Regions from separate parts of the Mus musculus genome. Here region 1 is linked to region 2. A link is a contact called in public Hi-C data. All regions are on one chromosome and are shown on one strand. Each heading gives the region's core, a stretch centred on a gene start, on an enhancer-like site or on the middle of the called end of the contact. The rest is flanking DNA. Distances are from core to core; before and after follow the strand shown. Region 1 overlaps Fras1 (Fraser extracellular matrix complex subunit 1). Region 2 overlaps Fras1 (Fraser extracellular matrix complex subunit 1).

Region 1 (4,881 bases), core at 1,997-4,496, 110 kb after region 2:
TGCTCTTTGGGGAATGCCAGTATGAGAGCTGCACCCCCCAGTACTACCTTGACATCGCCACGAAGACTTGCAAAGGTAAAGCTTTCCCTGAACTGTGTGAGGATTCTTTTATTCAGGGAGATTCTTTTACACTAGACACCCTTCTTGGGTAAACACTTTCATCACATTCCTTTTACTTTCTGGAGTATAGCAACCATGATGTATGCATGCACTTATGCATCCATTGGACAAGTTATTGCAGTTCCTTCCCATTGCCCAACATTGTATGTCACATTGGTAAAGAGACCAGAGGTAGCAAGTGACAAACCCTTCAGTTGTATTTCCTTGGTCCACCTACTATTCTGATGTGTTGAGGTTTCGATGATCTCTTTTCACACTGGAACGCATCACATATAAGACTTGAGATTTCTCTGTTTCTTTTGAAAGTTTCAGGAATGTGATAACAGCCGGTTTGTATCGGTAGAGCACAACTGTAGGTTGAACTGCATAGCTCTTGGCCCTGCTTTACCACAGTCCTTAATGCTGTCTCTACACTGGGGCTTTTCTGGAGATCTCTGTTACCTCCCTGGGCCAGGGAGCATTTGCATTTGCTAGACTTGAAGCTTAATGAATTCAAGAATTATGTCTAAATTGTTTATCTGGACTTAGCATCCTCAAATGAGGGAAAACACCAAATATCATTTCCACCCGTGATTGGAATTCCTGTGCCAGAGCTCATCACGGGGAAAACAGCGTTTGATTGTTTTCCTTGCCTCCTCTTAGGCTAACATCTCTCCATGTTTCATTCTAACTCTCCCTTTCTGACGGAGGAGGGCCAGCTCAGAAACAGAGCTCAAATGTCTGTCAAGGAAACTCAAAGTTCTCGGCCTCTGCAAAATTACGCAGTTTCCATGCCAAGAAATCCTACTTGGCTGTCAGCTTAGGTGGTCTTCCATGTTCATAACCACAGGAACTTTTCTGTTCCTTCCTCTCTAACCAGGGGCTGTCAGTCTGTGGTGCAAAACGAGGTTCTCTCAGATCCTCCATGTTAGAAATGATTTCATAACTGTGCTCGTTTTCAAGGCTCTGTTTTCAGTCATTTTTCCCTCAGGACTGATTCAACAAAATAAATGAAGTAGATTAACGTTATAAACCTTCAGAGTACGTGTACTAACTTGCACATGTACCTGCTACTTAAGGACTTAGCAATATTGCATGAAGGAAAAGATGAGTTATTCCGGCTTTATAGCTGGGTAGGAAAATGGGCCTTGAGAGGAAATGAGTTCTCTGAGACAAACAGTTCCTCTCCAGACCTCTATTGAGCTGTTACTCTATACCAGGTACTGTACTTAGTTGTTGTGATCGGAGCCAGGGACTCACAGATGCTAAGAGCATGCTTACCACTGAGCTCTCTTGACTCTGTGTTAATTGTTTGCATTCATCGTTTCATTTTGTCTTCCCAGTGGCCTCAGGAAGTGGGTACTACTGTATATTTTATTAGGCCTCTAGAGGTTTAGGAAAGATAGGAAAATGGAGAAGAAAAGCAGTCAAATGATCATGTAATAGACTTGCCCAACCTCAAAACTCATGTATTTCACCCGGCTATGCCTTCCTATCATCCAGGTACCCGCCCTCAAAAGACCCCCTAGAACATTGCCTCTCAAACATGAGCTCTCTAATTGGATCAGTGTTTCCGGGGACATCAAAACCTCCAGCTACAAACATGATCATGATTATAACAGCAAGACTACCAGTGAGGGCAGTAGCTTGCTTCTCTGTGCCCCAGCCCCCAGGACTCCTGACTCAATGCTGAGCCTGATAAGTATGTTTTAACAATGTCCCTGGACTGCTGAGGTCCACATCCTAGACTGGTCTTACTGCAGCAGAAACTCCTTGTCTCACTTTTATGTTCTCCCCATGCAGTGAACTGTGCCCTTACAGGCGCTTGTTGAACAGAGAAGCATTCAAACTAGTTTGTTCTGCCCTAAATGAGGTCTTCCATCGTGCACTAATCCCCTTCTTTCTGGAGAGTCCCTTTATACCTCGTTTGTTCTTTCTACCACACTGTCTCCATTAGGCTTTCAATGGGTCTGGTGTCATGGCAGCAGCAGAATTCTTAGCTATGTCTCTGATGTCTCTGAGTATTTGGAGGAGGTCAGGGATAGGTCTGTGGGGCAAGCCTGCTCCCTGGGAGTGGTCTGGCATAAAGAACTAGGGTGGCCCAAGGCTGAAGTACTCAGGTGCCTATGGAATAAAGCCAGGTGGATCCGGCTCTACAGAAGCCCTGTTGACAAGTAGGCTCTGCACAGGCTTGAACTGTTCCTTGTGCATGCCTGTGTCTGACACAATTAGGAAATGCTAAACCTCGAGAAGCATTTAAAGGCCTACAAGCCGGGGCCTCGTTACAGCTCGCTCATCTGACATCTCTGTGTTGTCCCTACTTTACCTCTTACAGCTACAGACAAGTGGCCTCCTAATAGTTTGCTAGGACTGATGGGAGACAGAATAGAAGCTGCTCTAACATAGGCTTTCTTTCTAGAGTGTGACTGGAGTTGCAACGCCTGTACTGGGCCTCTTCGAACAGACTGTCTGCAGTGCATGGACGGCTATGTTCTCCAGGATGGTGTGTGTGTGGAGCAGTGCTCACCACAACACTACCGGGACTCCGGCTCCTGCAAGCGTAAGTGTCAGCCTCAGGCTTTTAAGGAGCCGGCAAGGTATTCTTCTGGCTTTTCTACACCTCCTGGTTTCCTTCTTCAGCAATGTCTCTGCTATCAGTGACAATTTCCTTTTTCCTTTTCCCATGCCTTAGTAGAACACAAGCTAAAATCTGCTAGCAGTATGACAACCATATAGTTAAGTGGCCACACAAACATTTCTCTGAACCATTAATTTTAGATTTCCTTAAACATTTAACAATCCTATTCTCAAGATGGGAAGCTCTGTATACCTAGAAATTTGAACCACCAGAAAGACTGATAATTAATTACAATAAAAATAAATATCTGCTAATTATTTTTGTGTTTGTCTAGTATTTTCTATAATCTGATACAAATTCCATGGGAGGAGTTCGGGATGTTATTCTCACTTCTGAGATATAGGAAGGGCATGGTAGAGAGGCTAGCCCTGAGACCTCCACTGACACAACCAGGAGCCGGGCTCTGTCACTCTTGTTGACACACTTTGCCCAGCGTATGGGTCCCATTGCTTCATGACCTTTGCCATAAGTGCCCAGAGTCCACTTGGAAAACCCGCATAGATGCCTGTTGACTTGACTTTTGTCTTTCAGGCTGTGACAGCCACTGTGTTGAGTGCCAGGGTCCCCATGAGTGCACACGCTGTGAAGAGCCCTTTCTCCTCTTCCAAGCCCAGTGTGTCCAAGAATGTGGGAAAGGATACTTTGCAGATCATGCCAAGCACAGATGCATAGGTGAGCTGGGTCTTTGCTGAGTGCTTTGGGAAGAACTTGGGCCAGCCAGCAAGTCGTCTGCACTGATTCTCATGTAACCAAGACCATCTGACATAGAAGCAGAATAAAAGCCAATGAGCTTGGCCTAAGTCATTGATTGCTTCCTATGTACTTATGCCAAATGCTGGTTAAATAGAATACAGGAAGCCAGACTGATAATTCTCTTGTACGAATCAATATTGTTCCTAAAGGTCTTTGTAGAAATGAAGCCAGCATTTTATGGAATGCAAAGCTTATATTGAATGCCTGTGAAGTACCCATTAAAAGTGGATCAGCTATATTGGTGTGGATGTAGAACGTTCAGTATGTAGACTAAATCGCTCATGACCCCAGTATTGATATTATATCCTTAAGGAATAGGATTTGGGCAATCGGTTAGTGAGAAATACTGGTGCTTTTACTACTAGACTGAAGTTAAGCCCAAAGTCTTAACCTTGCCTATGGAATCATCTCAGAAGAATTCCTACCTGCTGTCACTTCTATTGAAACCTGTTGCCTGGCGCATCCACTAGGAAGAATACTTGATGTAGAATAATAGTGCACAGGTAACATGGGGTCTTTTCTGAGTGCTTGGGGAAAAACTCCCTTGAGTTTTATATGTCCCTAGATTGTTTTCATCTCTAATGTCCCATTTAATATCCACAATGACGTTGTGAAACAAAGACATGGTAGATAGAGAGTATCCTGTTCTGTAAGCATGAAAATCAAGGCAGCTTTGAAGAGTTAAGGCAGCACATTGCGCCCTAGATCTCTGATTCAAGTTTAAAGCCCTAGCCCTGTGCTACATAGCTCTACCATAATAAATCCCAGCCTAGGAAGCAGGACAAGTGGACGTGGAGCACTCTGTCTTTCAAAGGTTATCAACTTGATCAAAAGAAGAAGAAAGCCCTAAGGTACTTTTAAGAGCTAGCTCTCTGAGTGAGGTTAATACTTACCGTCACTATTCTCATTCTCGGGTGACACAGCTCTCACAGTAATAATGCTATGGTATGGAAGAACAGTGAGCCCTCCTTGTGTGCCTGACACTTCAGACTGTAATGCTTGTATTCCTCCAGACTACCGTCTGTATTAGGCGCTATTTCTACCCTTATTATTAAGACAAGAACCCAGACTGTAAAAGACAGTTCAGGGTCACAGTTGGTAAGAGACAGAGAAGGCATGGTAACCCAGAGGAACCTGTGCTCTTCGTCTCCCTAAACAGCATCTCTCACAAGTCAGTAGGCCCTCTAGGACATTCATCCATGAGTGGTGTTCTTTACATGATGTTCTGTGAGTTGAGTGTGGATCTCACTATTCCGTTCCCTCCTTGGGGGAGATCAGCTCCCTACAAATATCAGCAAGGAAACTGAATTCTCTGTTGTTACAGTGAGGCAAGCATTTATCCATTGCTGGCGTTTTGGCTCTTCTGGTTACAGTACCTCTATTTGCCACTG
Region 2 (5,258 bases), core at 2,084-4,583:
TAGGCCAGTGTGCTGTCTTGCTGCAGCCATTCTGAGTCAGGGGAAGAGGTAGCAGGAATCCCCTTTGTCTTCTTTTCCAGGTGCCTGCATGCAGAATTCTTGGCTTCTTCTTTATCTCATACCTGCATGGTTCCCTTAGACATTCAGTAGATTGAACCAAGCAGGGAGCATCCTCTCTCTCTCCCACAGCCACTCACAAGTAAAGAATATTATATTTTGAAATGCTGTTTTGAAGGTTGACTCTGAAGATTAGTGTGTTCTAGAGAATGCAGAAAACTAATCTGGGGGTATGAAATATCCCCTTGGAATTTTCTGTTCCACCTGCTTTTCTCTCTTGCTCCCTGATTTCTTGTTGTTAAGCAACAATTGGATTATCTCATTTCCTATCTGTATGAAATGCTTAGTGGGAATTATGCTAATGTAGTTTCCATTGCTCTTTTGGCAGAGATTAAAGTGTAGTTTCCCTTTCGGGTTTCAGAGGACACTCTTCTGAAAAGTCATTAATATTGCATAGCAGGCTCAGTTTCATAAATCTCAAATATAAACTTTGTTCTTTACCAATCATATAAGGGTAATTTGATGGTTGTTGTTATGAATGGTTTTCTGGAGTAGATTTACAGTCATAAAATATCCATTGTTTCTCATTTACTCTTTCAGATATAGTTAGATGAACTGAGAAAACTTTCTGCCTCTCTCTGTTTCTGCCTCTCTGCCTCTGTCTGTCTGTCTGTCTGTCTGTCTGTCTGTCTGTCTCTCTGTATGTGTATGTGTGTGTTTGTTTGTGTGTAATGGAAGTAACCAAAGATAACAATGAGAAGGGCGAAAGGTAGCATGAACACACAAAACGTGTTGTTATTCTTCTGAGTAACTGCTTTGTAGACCTCCATCCTGTGGGTGGTCATGTCTTCCTGGCAAATGCAGATCTCTAACCACTGTTAGGTCATGGGAAAGGTTGATAGTTCTTAAAGATAATTAACTAACCCCTTTGTTTTCCTTGGGGTCAAAACTCAGGGCCTGTTTACCACGTGTGCTCTAACACAGAGCTATATCCTTAGCCTCTATCTTGTGATGACTCTGAAGAGATTCTTCATGGTGCCAGATGCATTATTAGTTTACAGGAGAGATGAATCCTGGGTTATCTTCTTTTGGAATTATCATGATCTGCAATTATAGAAGCCTCAAGAACAGCTCTTCATTGGCAGCTGGGAATCCTTCTCAGTTTTCCTGGTGGATCAGGAAGTGTCCCTACCACGGTGCTACTTCCTGTCAAAACTCTGTCTTTCCATGTCTTCTGCTTCCAGAAGTGCACCAGAACCCCCTGGACCTCAACTCCCTGTTCTGTTCTCCTCTCCTTCCTGTAGTAGGCCTCTGAGCAGAACTGAAGATCTTGCTTGCTCTGGAGCAGTTTCCTGCTCCCGAATCTTTTTCCAAGACAGGCAAACAATACAGTTAGTGAAATAAGCCCCTTTCTCACTCCATCTGCTTTCCTTATGAGAAGCATTTCTTGTGGAAACAATTCACCACTCCATTACCTTTACATGTGAAGAGACACAGAGGATTGCTTTTTGGGGGTTCTTTGTTTTTTTTTTTTTTCAAAGAAAGGACTTACCAAAAAGCATCTCTTGACAGGGAATCCTTTGTGTTGATTTATTCACTTTACCTTGTCAGTGTTACCTGTGAAAACACAGGAGGATTGGGGAATCTCCAAGGCTTAGGGGTCTGATGAACTAGTGTTTGCTGCTGTGATTTCATACTGAGCTGATTTTAAACACCCAGGGAGAAGTGCTGTGGATTGCCCCCAACCAGTGCTGCCCACAGTGTGCACCCAGGACTCCTGGCTCTTGTCACCATGAGGGAAAGATCCATGAGGTAAGTATTCTTTGTCTAAAGCTCAAGGTGCATTTGTGGGTTATTGACAGAAGAAAGCCTAGTGCTAGATCTGGGTTGCTAAAAGGTGTTGGTGTGTGTGTGTGTGTGTGTGTGTGTGTGTGTTTTGTTTTTCTTTGCATAGCCTGACTACAGAGGTAGGAGGCTTCTCTGGCTTTCTGTAGGTGATTTTCTTTCTTTCTTTTGAACAAGATGAAAAGCATACTATTTATTCCATAAGCTCTACATAAATATTTGTACATTGAGTTTTTGTCTGTATAAAGAATAGGCTGAGAATGTTGATGTTGAAGAGCTCGTGGTGTTGAATAATAACAGTACCCACTATCTTCCTTTTGTATGTTAATATAGATTTTTTTCTTTGATAATTTTTAATAGCTGATGAGTAGGACAGATGGAGCTACTCCCATGTCAAAGTTGTAAACAGGTTGCAAATGACACAATCTAGCTGAGAATTAACTTTCTCTTTCTAGTCATAGTTCAGGCATGTTTCCCTTCAGATACAGATTTTCAGTTTCAGGGCACTAACCTTAGAGATCTTGTTTTGGGGCCCTCCTAGGAACTGTAGGGAGTCCAGTGCCTTCCTTGGCTTTTCCTCACTGGGTGTGAGGAGCAATCCTCAGTCATGACAACACGGAATGTCTGCAGGCATGGGCAAATGTTTCTTATTACCCTTTCCTGTCCTCCATCAAGAACCACAGTCCTGAGAATGTCTCCCAAAGATTCACTTTTTACTCCTTAGACTGTATTTCCTGGATCCTACAGGCTTAATTGTAGATACTAAATACTAATTTAAATACAACATTGTAAGATTTATTGTAGGAATTATGAAAAGCATCCCTTTCTACCCTTGCTAAAAACATTACCCTGTCCTACAAGGTAAAGTTGCGCACAGTTAAGAAAGAAAGGCTCTTTGCGTTAATACTCATCTTCCACCTGATACACAATGTTCCTAGATTTAGTATCTCTGCCTATTCAGGAGAGAGCGTGGGTTAGCAGGATTTGATAAACCCACTCTCGGGCGCTATTCAGTACATGCACCTAACACTCACTGAGCACAATGCTCATGTCCCCAGGGACCAGATCATCTTCCTTTGCCCACTGTCTCCTAGGAACAGTAGGAAATGTCTCTTTCCGTTCCACACAATGTCTTGCTGAAAGACACCTAAGCAGGCTCTGCACTGCAAAGGTCTTGATCCCGCCTGTCAATATGTGCTGCCCACGCCAGTCTGTTTTCTAAGGGGGTGTCACCTTGAACTGCCACACATGATCCCCATGAAGTGGGGGCATTGCAGGGATGACTGGTGATGGGATTAATGGCAGCTCATCATGATTAGAACAGGTGTGTTGTTCCAGTTCGATAAAATCCGTGCTGGGTATTAGAATACAGGAGATACTAGCAGTCAAAATAAAATCAGGATCTTGGCTGGGAGAGAGAAAGCCAGATACACTGAAAAGATTTGGTACCAGTGATAGGTGCCAAATAGGAGTTAATAGGTGTAAAACTGATTTAAGAGCACCCTTACAGAGGTTATCTTTGCAATTCATCAGGGGTCATTTGATGGACACCATCTCTTTACTTATGTGACATTTATATACATGTACAATCTTATATTTGAAGTTGTTTAAGAACATTAATAACCATTTGAATACCTTCATAGTTATCTTTGCCTGTTAAACTAACCTAGAACTTGGCGCTGACCCTTCACCAAGGGTCAGTTTATTCAGTAAATATTGATAGGTGGGAAGACTCAGGCCATTACTCAATGATTTCCCCAACTTCTCTGTGTCCTTATTCCTGGGTTATGTAGTTACTGTTGTGGGTGGCCAGGCATTCGTAAGCCACAGGTCTCTTGTGGGTTAGTTATAAATCCCCTGTGCCTTTTAATTTTGCCTTTCCCTCTGCCCCCTTGCAGCTCACTCCTGCTGCAGTAACGTTAAAAGCTCTACACTGGATAGGAACATGTTCATGCATGCTTTCCTATTTGTACTTTCAAAATGTATCCCCTCAGAAAACGCCATCACTGTATTTGCGGTCCTCCATGTAACTGCGAAAAAGGGTTGCATTTTGATAACTGTGGCTTGGCTGGGAAATCGTTCATGGTCTACTTTTCCAAACAGACCCGGAGATCGATTCTTTTTAAAGTTGTGATGCAATCGAATCTCACCACAAATTACAAGGGTTAGAATCTTTGTCTTCTTACTCCCCAGCCCCCACTGTAACCTCTAGCTTCTCTTCCAAATCCAGTGTCCCTGATTTTCCTGAGCAGGTGACACCTGTTTTTGCCTGAGCCTGGCCTTGTCATTCACATTGCTAGGGTATTTCTCTGGATCCTAGCCCCCCAACCTCTCCCTTTCCTTTAAGCTTCTTTAGGAAGCAGTTTTCACTGTAGTAAGCCTCTCTCTGGCTGCTGGCTTGCATCTCAGAAGGCTGATTATGGTGACTTTCCTGGCAACTGTAAACTAGCCTGGTGTTTTAGGTCTTTGCTGTTGTGTTCTAAAGTGGAAACTTGGGCCTGCTGAGAGATTTAGTAGGGGCTTGAGGGTATCCTAGGTGAGAAGGGAAAGGAAAATTGAAGTGATACTGTCCCCTGTAACCATGGTTCAAGTTCGGAGAAGTCAACAGAAGGCTGAGTTCAGGGCCATGTGGTAGGTACCCTGCAGCGAAAAGCTAAGCCCCAAGGAAGGATGTCTCTGTCTGCAGGAGTCAGTGTCCTATGGAGCTCTCAACTCAGCAAGCCACAAAAAGCCTAAAGACCTTTCCTTGAGTAGGGAGGACTCTGGAGCCTTTTGGCTGCCTCCAGGTTGTTAGGAGTGCATTGCTACATAGGTTGTTGGAGCCAGGACTGTGGAGACAGTTTTATCTCCACCCTTTCCCATGAGATCTCTATACATTATTCTCCTTGGGATCTTGCCAAGCAGTCAGGGCACAAGCCTCAAATGGAGGTATTTGAATGATTGTTTTCTTGTCCCCTTGTGGTTGGCTCATAAAGAGGAAGGGAAAGCTCCAGTAATCTTTCCTCTCTTCCTCACTCATTTAATCCCAGCACATAATGACTTGAGTCTAAGAAGAAAGCGCATAAAGATTCACCAAAGACAGAAAGCATCAGGAGGCAGTGGCTCACATGAATCCCACTGAGCAAAGAGAGGTGCAGGGAGCCTGGACACTTACATCCCTCTCCATGAGGGCAAAGGAGAGCTAAATTACATATGTGAGAGAAGAAATTAATATTGGACTCATTCTTGTTCTACTCAAAGTACAGGGTATAATTATGAAAATGCACTGAACATTCCAAGATATTTAGAATTCTGAATTTATAACCTTATAAAAGGAGCAAATTATGTGAAGAAAAAAAATGTACTTTTTGCCGGGC

What was found. A called contact is a pair of places that touch in the nucleus more often than the background predicts.
Region 1: a Hi-C map of liver shows a contact between it and region 2, with 2.0 times the contacts expected there. The contact joins two enhancer-like sites. A contact is called at or near these places in 2 of 484 Hi-C or Micro-C datasets (liver and nephron progenitors) and 2 of 9 other capture datasets (adipose tissue and pancreatic islet).

What each region holds. Positions count from the first base shown.
Region 1 is chr5:96,642,560-96,647,440 of GRCm38.p6, forward strand. It overlaps Fras1 (Fraser extracellular matrix complex subunit 1), which reads left to right. Exons shown (of 74, transcript NM_175473.3): 23 at 1-75; 24 at 2,519-2,659; 25 at 3,269-3,409. Among named protein-coding and RNA genes, the nearest start is that of Gm52781, 62 kb to the right of the region's middle. Within about 2 kb of position 3,247, at least 2 of the 459 cell types and tissues checked have an H3K27ac peak or open chromatin away from gene starts, as enhancers often do. A contact at or near this core is called in liver, where this site is marked.
Region 2 is chr5:96,533,083-96,538,340 of GRCm38.p6, forward strand. Fras1 (Fraser extracellular matrix complex subunit 1) reads left to right here. Exons shown (of 74, transcript NM_175473.3): 4 at 1,777-1,869. Among named protein-coding and RNA genes, the nearest start is that of Gm33050, 76 kb to the left of the region's middle. Within about 2 kb of position 3,334, at least 3 of the 459 cell types and tissues checked have an H3K27ac peak or open chromatin away from gene starts, as enhancers often do. A contact at or near this core is called in liver, where this site is marked.